2 separate regions of the Zea mays genome follow, and region 2 is linked to region 1. Evidence: chromatin contacts called from public Hi-C data. All regions are on one chromosome and are shown on one strand. Each heading gives the region's core, a stretch centred on a gene start, on an enhancer-like site or on the middle of the called end of the contact. The rest is flanking DNA. Distances are from core to core; before and after follow the strand shown.

What was found. A called contact is a pair of places that touch in the nucleus more often than the background predicts.
Region 2: a Hi-C map of leaf shows a contact between it and region 1, with 9 times the contacts expected there. The contact joins the promoter of LOC109940986 here to the promoter of LOC100283950 in region 1. A contact is called at or near these places in 3 of 25 Hi-C or Micro-C datasets (ear, leaf and tassel) and 1 of 3 datasets of contacts at active chromatin or transcription factors (leaf).

Annotation. Positions count from the first base shown.
Region 1 is chr7:152,269,629-152,274,740 of Zm-B73-REFERENCE-NAM-5.0, forward strand. It overlaps LOC100283950, which reads left to right and starts at 2,438. Exons shown (of 6, transcript NM_001156848.2): 1 at 2,438-2,813; 2 at 3,001-3,048; 3 at 3,165-3,227; 4 at 3,621-3,674. The coding sequence starts at 2,688. It overlaps LOC103633129 (Octicosapeptide/Phox/Bem1p (PB1) domain-containing protein / tetratricopeptide repeat (TPR)-containing protein), which reads right to left and starts at 2,196. Exons shown (of 4, transcript XM_020540974.1): 1 at 1,490-2,196; 2 at 1-1,384. The coding sequence starts at 1,370.
Region 2 is chr7:152,666,893-152,672,004 of Zm-B73-REFERENCE-NAM-5.0, forward strand. LOC109940986 (phytoene synthase 3, chloroplastic-like) reads left to right here and starts at 2,428. Exons shown (of 6, transcript NM_001405313.1): 1 at 2,428-3,385; 2 at 3,951-4,001; 3 at 4,464-4,636; 4 at 4,726-4,961; 5 at 5,058-5,112. The coding sequence starts at 2,956.

The DNA of each region.
Region 1 (5,112 bases), core at 1,188-3,687:
TCCCTTGCCCATTCATATGCTTCCTTCACCTGCTCAAGCACCAATTCACTTGGGGAATCTCCTGATAGCAACAATCTCTTCCTGGCCCGGGACATGTGAACATTACCCCAGTGGAAAAATGCAAGTGCTGCCATCTCCTGAAAGTTTCCCTCAGCAAGATGAAACACCTCCTGGGCTTCCTCAGTAGTAATAGTGTCCTCGATTGCCTCAGTGTAGAGCTTCATACTGACCTCATGGAGGTCCAGGTACTCATCAGAGCTAATCCCAACATGGTTCTTGAAAAGCCGGGCGAATTGCACAATCCAATCATCAATACAGGTCACAGTGCTCCTGTCCTCATCCTGCCTATTGCTTCTAATACTTCCATTATCCGAATTGCTGTTTACATTTCTCTCCATATTGGTGTCGTCAACATAAGGTTCATGTTCCGGATCAGCCTCGGTAACATACAGCCGAAGTGAGCTCCCAGCCTCAGCCAACTCCTCAGCCCATTTCAGCTCATCCTGGTTGGTGATTGTCACAAGATCACCCTCCTTGTCCTTGTACTTGACAAGAACAGCCTTCAGTCCAGGAAACTTGCTCCGGACGGCCTCGCGCAGCTGTGCCATGCTGCAGCTCGCCGGCACCTGAGCCCACCTTATGTCCTCCCCAAACACGAGTTTCACCTGCCTTGGCTGCTCCTCCACCTCCTCCTTGATAGCTTCCGCAATCTTCTGTTCATCGACCTCCTCCACAGCAGCAGCCGCAGCCTTGGCAGCGAACTTCCGTCCTCCCCTCTTCTTGCGCGGTTTCTGCTTGGGTGCAGCGGCCACCACCTCCTCCGGCGTGGGCATGATCTCCTTGTCGTCCAGAACGATTCCCTTCTCCTCCATAGTCTTCTTGATCCTGTCGGATACATCCAGCGCAGTAAGGTTGTTGGGCTCCAGAGCGAGCACCTTGTTGACGTCCCTGCACGCGAGGTCGAGCCTGCCCAGAGCCTCGAAGCAGCGCGCCCGCTTGAGCAGCGCCTTGGTGTACTTGGGCGACGCTTCGAGCGCGATGTTGCACTCGTTGATGGCTCGGTAGTAGTCGGGCGGGCTCATCTGCATGTAGCAGGCGGCGATGTTGCTGTGGAGGTAGGCGACGTCGGGGTGCGCCCGGGGCAGAAGCTTTATGGCCTTGTCGTAGTTGAGCAGCGCGCGGTCGTAGTCCCGGCGCTGGAAGAGCTTATTGCCCTCTTCCTTGTGCTCCTGCGCCATGTCCGTGAAGAGGGTCTCATCGCCGTCGAGGACCTTGGAACCAGACCGCTCCAGTGACGCCGGCTTGCCCCCGTGGTCGCCGGACTTGCCGCCGCCGGAGGCCCTCTTCTTCTTCAGCGACGGCTTGCCCATCTCCGGCAACAAATCTACAACCAAAAGGCTCTTCTCGCAATCAACAAACGCGGTCTCGGATCCTCAAAAAAAACTGCCAAATTAGACGGAAGCAAGGTGGAATTCCACAGAAATCTTACCTTTCTATTGCCAAACCCTGCCAAACGGACCAATTGAAAGCAACAATTCAAGAGCGCCGCTCCTCTCAAACCCCGACAGGAAGCAACCAAATCCCCAAAGCCTGGAGGAAGGCGAGGGGGGAGAGAAAAGCCAACTACCCCAAGTCAAAAGCAAGCGAAGGACAGAGTCACAGAACGGAAACCAACAAGGCAACGAAGACGCGGTCGGAGCAGCGAATCTGCCTCTTTCTCGTGCGTGCGGCTGGGGATTGACGAATTGTTGGGATGCGTGGAACGGAGTAAACGAACAAACTGCCAGTACAGTACGCTTAACGGCTCAGGCAAGGGAAATGAACAGCAAGGCAGCAAGCTTAAGCTTCTGGTCTACTAATCCTTTATCTTTCCGCTGGCGTGGTCTGGTCTCGTGGAGCAGGTAGTACTAAAGAACGAGAAATCAAGGCTCAGGCAGTGCTCCACTAATCTTTTTGATTAGCGTGTATGGTTGGTTTGTGGGAATGGCTACGCAGCTGCGGGTATGCGGGACCTGGTCGGCGTCGGCGGGCGCGTGTGGTGACAGCCAAGACGCGGGCGCCGCCTGCCGGCCGATGCGCTGGGTGTTCCAGTGCGTGTGGTTGTGGTGTGGAAGCAACAACGGTGGCGGTGGTTAACGCCGGACCGCCGATTGTGAGCGCGACATGCCCAAACGGGGCCGTCCACCCGTCCTGCGTCAGCTGTCAACGTCATGGGCTCATGGAAAAGTTAAACGAGCGCTAAGCCGCCGCCACCCCGCGGATTAGGTTAGGGTTTCCCGCCTCGGCTGCGTCGCGTTCACTCTCTTTCAACGCCGGGCCAGGCCGCGCCTCCCATTACCAAGTGGGAGTGGGTCGACTTCTATGAATGGGCCAGCTAGGCCCATTTGTTGGCCCACGTGCACCCTGACTTCTTGACTGGATGAGCCCCTCTCCGTGACGTGCGTCGACCAATCAGCGCGTGCCACGTCATGCTCGGGGCTCTCACCGACGTGCGGGCCCTAGCCCGTCGAGGAGGATCGGCACTGCACGGGCTCCGTAAGCACTTCCCGAGAAAAGGAAGACAGAGAAGGAAACTGCAGTGAAGTCGCCGGCGCCGCCGCGACAGGAGGAAGGAGCAGCAGCGGCAGGGGAGGCCCGGCGATCTCTTCTGCTGCGTGCGGCGAGGGAGTAAAAGGAGCCGCGACAGGATGCACTCCTTTGGGCACCGCGCCAACGCGGTGGCAACGTTCGCGGTCACCATACTGGCCGCGATTTGCTTCGCCGCCTCCTTCTCCGACAACTTCAACACCCCAACACCCACTGCCTCCGTTAAGGTACCACACCCCTCTTCCCTGCCCCACCGCGTCTCTCTAAATCCCGTCGAGCCCGCCCGCCTGCCTTGTGTCCGATCTCCGCTGGCGTATCTATCTTAGTTCGTGACTTCGAGCGTGGGCGGCTCGATCTGCTTGTACAATCTTCATGTGTCATGCTAACACGGTCCCCGTCGTTTGGGTTACACAGATCTTGAATCTAAACTGGTTCCAGAAGGAGGCCAACGGCAACGACGAGGTAAGTCATCTCCGTTTTTTTTTTGTGCAAATTATTCAGAGCTAACATCAGACTACTTGTGTCAGATATGTTCCTCGAATTTGTAACGATTGATTGCTCTGTCTTTCGTTCTTCAGGTTAGCATGACGCTGAACATTTCGGCCGACCTTTCGTCTCTTTTCACGTGGAACACAAAACAGGTAAATGTGTATTTCTGGTACTTCAGACCCTTCCCTTCATGGTCGCCATTCCCAGTTTCCACTAAGTTTTACTGCACTAGAAAGTATGGTTTTAGTTTTGTGTACGAGGTCAACACTGAAAAGTAAGGAATCCTCGAGCACAGGAAGTACTCTCTCCTTAATGTTTGTGTCTTTGAGCGAATGCGAATTTGAACCTGAGCTTTGGATAACTGTTAGAGTGTTCTCAGTTTGCACAATGGTCTATGAGAAATATAATGGGAATTTGCCAGAAAAATTCGGTGAATCATGATACATCTGTGCGACTAAATCTCTAATGCACCTGATCTATTAGTGCTGCTCAAGCGAAACTTTAAAAGATCACTGCTTAACTTTGCTTTTATTGCATGCTTATAGGTGTTTGTTTTTGTGGCAGCAGAGTATGAGACTCCACAGAATGCTTTGAATCAAGTAAGTTTGTCAATTATTATTCTTCGTGAGTCCATATATTACTTGTGGTTCTGTAATGTGGGCCATTATTATAGTGGCTCAGATGATTAGCATCTCTATCAAGATGCCTCAAATTAGTGCTCCAAAAGTTGAAATACTACATCATTTAACGTGTTTAGGGCACTAAAAACAAATTGTGCTCCAATAGTTAAGCCTTAAATAATGTATTTTAGGAAATAAATTACATTATTAGGAAAGAAAATATTGAGGATGATGTAGAAAATAAGGATAGGGACTAATCCGAGTGTTGTATATTTGTGTCACTTCATTGTCTGCCCTATTTTATTTTTATTTTTTTGATAAAAAAATTGTAAAATAGAACGCTGTTGAAGTTGTTTCTTTTATGAGTAGAGCCCTATATTTTAAGATAGTGCACTGATTTAAGACACTGTTGGAGATGCTCTTAGTTACTACTAACCTACAGTCCTACACAATTGTTCATAAAAGCATGAGTTTTCTGCTCGGGACTGTAGTGCAATCTCATGCAATTGCCACTTGCTTGAGGGTTGCAGTAATGATGTCATATAGTTTTCTTCTTGGTCAACATACAATGGGATTTGTTGTGGACACATATAGTGGTTTTGGAAAGTGAATTTACTTTGCTGTGGGGTTGTGCCAAACCTTTATAAGCTACACAATCTGACCTAACCCATTAGACATCTCCATGTGTTGTTGATGGGAATTTTTTTTCACGTAGATGAACTACAGTTGAAGTATAAATCGGGGAAAACTGAAGTCTGTTAGAGTAATTAATCCATGTCCTTTTAGACCAGCTAGCTAAATCTGGTTCAAGGAACATCATAGTTGATAAAAAGAATGCAGTTTAATTGCAACAGGCCCAAAATAACATTTTAGAACAAGGTAAACAGTGTCCTTGATGTTAGCTTGATAATTTGCATAACTACTGGTTTTCCAAACTTTCGGGTAGCAACTTGAGACTGCTCTATATATTTATGTGATATAATCTTGGACTTGATGGATACCTATACAAGTATGCCATTTGCACAATTACTGTTGGTTTTCTGAGCTTTGGGTCAGCAACTAAGACTATTTTTATGTGATACAATCTGTTATGGTCGCTAGATCGGTGAGGGATTGGAGAGGGAATTTGATGGTTGGGGGTCTCTGCCCACGGTACTCGTGGTTACTGTTCACAGGACGCCGGCCGGGGGTCTCTGCCCACGGCCGAGCAAGAGGGGGGGGTTTCCCTTCTAATTCTTGCTTGCTTTATTTCTCATCCATTGATTACATAAATAGGCCGGTTGGCTGCCCCTATCTAGCTAGAGATCCTTATCTCCTAAAAACTCTCAACAAACTACTAACTGATAACCTTCCTAGATAATCTCAACTAATCTCCTAAATAATCTCAACTAATCTTCTAATCTTATCTCTAACTATC
Region 2 (5,112 bases), core at 1,178-3,677, 400 kb after region 1:
CTTGCCGACCGAGTAGCCGAGACACGGCTGCATGGGAAAAGAAGATCTCTCTCTCTCTCTCTCTCTCTCTCTCTCTCTCTCTCTCTCTCTCTCTCTCTCTCTCTCTCTCTCTCTCTCTCTCTCTCTCTAGTCACGTCTCATGTGGTTCCAGGACTCTCTTGCGTGCTAGTATCGCTTCCTGGAGCTGCTAGTTGCGGTGTTGCATATCGGCCGGATGCACAAGGGGTTGCGGATCGGACTCGCGCCGCAATTGGCACTTGGCCAGCCGCGCGAGCATGCAGCGGCTTTTGTTTTCATCTCCCCTGACAATCCGGTCATGTACTCATGTGTCTCTTGCGCCAACCTTCACTTCACTTGTGTGCTGCGTGGCCTTAAAAGAAAATTGAATTCACGTACTATCCGGCAGCGCCACACTGCTCTGTCCCTGCTCACCCGGACTGGAACTTCCGTTCCCTCCCTGCGCTTGCAGCGGTTTGGTTCGAATGTTGCTGGACCTGGACTGGAATTGGAAAGCCTCTTAATTTGTTGTTGTTCCTGGGGGCGGCTTGGGTATGGTCATCACTCGCTATCGCTAGTGACGACACAAATGTCACGTGAGTGAATTGCTCGACTGGCGCACTACGACGTCCATCACCTGTATCACCTCGACGCGTGCACCTCTCTCGTATGGACACAGAAGAAAGCTACTACTACGTAGCACCGATTGCGCAAAAAAGGAACAAGGAAGGAAGGTATGTCACCTCGCGCACTGGAGTGGCGCCTTGGAAAAAAATAAAATAAAAAGAAACCGGTGAAATGCCCTTCTTTCTTTGCGTGGTCCATGATCCCGCGTACGACCGAACACCAGCACTGCACTACCACACTAGGCACAGGCAGTAGTAGGCACGCACGTATCCTGCTGCCGGCCGTGCAAAGTTGCCGTCGCACTCGCGTTATCCTGTCGCTCTGCAGTGGAGTGATGAGTCCCACCGCCGACGCCGACCGAGCGAGCGCTGACCGAGGCGCCAGGCCGAGCCGACGGCGACCACCGCCCGCCCGACCACGGGTCAGGTCGCCGTCCCGTCCCGTCCCGCCGTCCGTTACGTGGGCAAAACGCGCGTCCTGCCAGCCCCGCGGCGGCGCACCAACCACACCACCCCTCTGTCGCTCGCTCACGCCCGCACGCACTGCCACTGGCAGGCGCAGCTTCTGCATTGGCACTGCCCGTGCGCGCAGAGCAAGGCACCACTGGGTACGTGGACGGCGTCGTGGGTTGGGTGCCCCGACGCCAGCACGCACACCACCAGGCACCAGCACTAGCACCCTGCAGCGCGACGCAACTGGAGTGGCGGCCGCGGGCGGACGTACGGCGGGACGCAAGCGCAACGCAACAACGACGGGCACCATATCCAGGTGGGAACTGGGATTGGGATTTGGGAACAAGCAAGAATGAACGGAGGAGCGATCAGGCTCTCCTCTCTCCACACCACACCGGCCGGGGTGCAGGCAGGAGGCCCCACCGGGTGCTCCTCCTGTCGCTCCCACATGCCGACAGGCCGGGGGCGAGGCCTGCCACGATCGCGCGCCCCACCACGTGTCCCTTCCGGCGCGCTGCCTACCTGCCTGCTTGGGTACCGGTACCGGTCTCGTCTCTGCGTGACCTGATGGCCATGTGCGTGCGGGCGGCGGATGCGGACCCGCCCCTTGGCCCTTGGCGGCGCTCCGCGTACGGTGCGCGACGCGCCCGGGCGTGGTTCGGTGACGCCTCGTGGTCGGCGGGCACTCGAATACCTCGTTGACCAGAGAGATTACAACGGGTCAAGCAACTTTTTCATGAGGTGGAGGTTAAAGTCTACATACAAGTTTGGAGAGGAAATCCAAATGTCTCCGTAATGATAATAGATTACGATCCAAATATATCTTCACAATTTATTTAGTCTATTTATTAACTTAATTTAAAAAAATAGATAGAATAGAGTTAAATCCTAATTTAATTTAAAACCTATTACCACCCCTGTCCATAGCAGGATAATCTTGTGATGCTTTGCCCTCTGGACACTGGACTAATGGAGTAGCATGGTTTCGCCAGATAAGCACAGCTACCTGTGCCGTATCGACCACAGCACATCGCACCACACAACAGTCATCATACGAAAACGGACTTGCCATCTCCACCAGGACAACGTCTGAACCGCTCCACGCGCGCCGTTTTGTCTGGTTGCGGAGCGCAGGCAGCACCACCCTCGCCCGCTGCCATGGCTGATGGTGATGGCTGCTAGCGCGGAGCGAAATGCCTCACCTGCCCCTTTCACGAACCACGCAGAGCGCCTCTCCTCCTGGACAGGAGCACCCCCTGCCAACGCCCGCCACCTGGCCTCCTCCCGGCTCCGCAATCCCGCGCATTACAAAAGGCCGGCCACACCGCGCAAGTAGGAGTAGCTAGAGCTTGAGCGTGCATGCAGCTGTGGTTCTCATCTCATCCGTGCTCTCCTCGACCTCGCCTAGCTAGAGCTAGAGGCTCGTGGGCTGGGGGTGTCCTCCACTCCTCCCCTCGTCGTCTCCTTCCACGCGCGGCCGACACGGGTGCCGCCACGAGCGAGTCGGGCTCTGGCAACACCGCGCCGCCGCGTGGGTTGGGTTGGGTTGGGACTTGGGACTCGCGGTTTGGAACCCGAACACCAGTGGCCGGTCGCCTGCCACAGGGGGGAGGGCTAGTTTTGTTTTTCTAGTACTCGGACAGTGTCCTGCAGGCAACGGACAAAACTGACGGGAGCCCCGCCGCCTGCTGGCCTCGGCCCTCAGTTCTCACTTCTCACATCCAGCCTCCAGCGCCCGCCCGCCCGCCTCCGCTCTCTCGATCCTTCTCTATAGCTCGGCCTGGCCACCGGCCTTCCGCTCCACACATCCCCGTCTGCGTCCCTCCATTGCGACCGAGCACACGTACGCCACCGCCGCGTGTCAGCCAGCCAGCCAGCCATGATGTCTACGAGCCGCGCGGTGAAGTCGCCGGCGTGCGCGGCTCGGCGGCGGCAGTGGTCCGCGGACGCGCCGAACCGCACGGCGACGTTCCTGGCCTGCAGGCACGGGAGGCGGCTCGGCGGCGGCGGCGGGGCGCCGTGCTCCGTGCGCGCCGAGGGCTCCAACACCATTGGCTGCCTCGAGGCCGAGGCGTGGGGCGGCGCGCCGGCGCTGCCGGGCCTCCGCGTGGCGGCGCCGTCGCCCGGGGACGCGTTCGTCGTGCCGTCCGAGCAGAGGGTGCACGAGGTGGTGCTCAGGCAGGCGGCGCTCGCGGCCGCGGCGCCGAGGACGGCGCGGATCGAGCCGGTGCCCCTGGACGGCGGGCTGAAGGCGGCCTTCCACCGCTGCGGCGAGGTCTGCAGGGAGTACGCCAAGACATTCTACCTTGGTAAGCGAGATCGAAGTCCCCGCTGCTCTTCTTGTTCATCTGAATACGGTCAGTTTAATTACTTGGCACACACAAAGGTTTTGCCGTGATCGAGGCACATGCATGTGTCACAGCTGCTAGTCAGCTAGTGTGTGTTTTTCTGGCAAACTGTTTAAACAAAGTAAAAAAAAGAAACTTTTTTTTGTCCTGAAAAGGACGATAGGCAAAGGATGGAAATCTCAGTCGTACGTATCCTTGGTAGAAGCCTGAACCGGGGGGTGTCCAAGTCCAACACCTGCCTTTTCCAATTTGTTTTCTAAATCCACTAGCGTATTTGATTAATTCTGACAATGATTGTAAAAAATAACTTATAAATTATGGACTGAGAGAATACGTAGCGTGCATTGAGATGTTAATCATGCACACTACTAGTATTTTGCCAGTAGTTGCAGCTGTGGCCACCGTATCACAACATACCGAATACCCGGCCCAGTCAGCTTGGACAATCAGCGCGCGCATTCCACCGCACATGCATGTGTCTCTCTCACCTCTGATCTGATGAGATGCCGCTGCTTTTCTGTTTCAGCGACGCAGCTGATGACGCCCGAGAGGAGGATGGCGATCTGGGCAATATACGGTAAGCAGAGCAAGCCCCACATGTCCCTGTTTCTTGTACCGCCTGCTGTTGGCGCACTGCAGGTTCCTTTCGTTTTCTCTGAATGGTATAAAATCGTAATCCGGCTTGTGAGCTAGCTAGAGTAGTTTATGCACCGGCACGATGGTTTTTTTAAGGGCAGTTTGGAAGGAAAATGAGCTAATTTTCTACTCAATCTCTGAGAATACCAGAGCGGATTTAAGTTTCTAAACTAACGCTAGGACGGTGAAAGGGGGGATACAGTTTGTATGGCTTGACGGTTGACGATAATGACGCTCTGAGAATACCAGAGCGGATTTAAGTTTCTAAACTAACGCTAGGACGGTGAAAGTGGGGATACAGTTTGTATGGCTTGACGGTTGACGATAATGACGAGGGAAGGGATGACACTGATTGATCGCTGACGTGGGTGTTCTATCTCCGCGCACGCGCGCTCCTGTTCAGTGTGGTGCAGGAGAACGGACGAGCTCGTGGACGGCCCCAACGCGTCCCACATCTCGGCGCTGGCGCTGGACCGGTGGGAGTCGCGGCTGGAGGACATCTTCGCCGGCCGGCCGTACGACATGCTCGACGCCGCCCTGTCCGACACCGTCGCCAGGTTCCCCGTCGACATCCAGGCACGCACGCGCGCGATCGATCCATGGATACATCTCCTCCCTCCATATATTGAAGAACATTCCCATCATATCGTGTCTCCGTGCTGCAGCCGTTCAGGGACATGATCGAGGGGATGCGCATGGACCTGAAGAAGTCCCGGTACAGGAGCTTCGACGAGCTGTACCTCTACTGCTACTACGTGGCCGGCACCGTGGGGCTGATGAGCGTCCCGGTGATGGGCATCTCGCCGGCGTCCAGGGCGGCCACCGAGACGGTGTACAAGGGGGCGCTGGCGCTGGGCCTGGCGAACCAGCTCACCAACATCCTCAGGGACGTCGGCGAGGAGTACGTCGTCAACGCCACTCATCATGATCGTAGCCGGCCCATGTTGCATACAGCATACTGACACGCGCGCTTCACGTGCCTGACAAATAATAACAGCGCCAGGAGGGGACGGATCTACCTCCCGCAGGACGAGCTGGAGATGGCGGGGCTC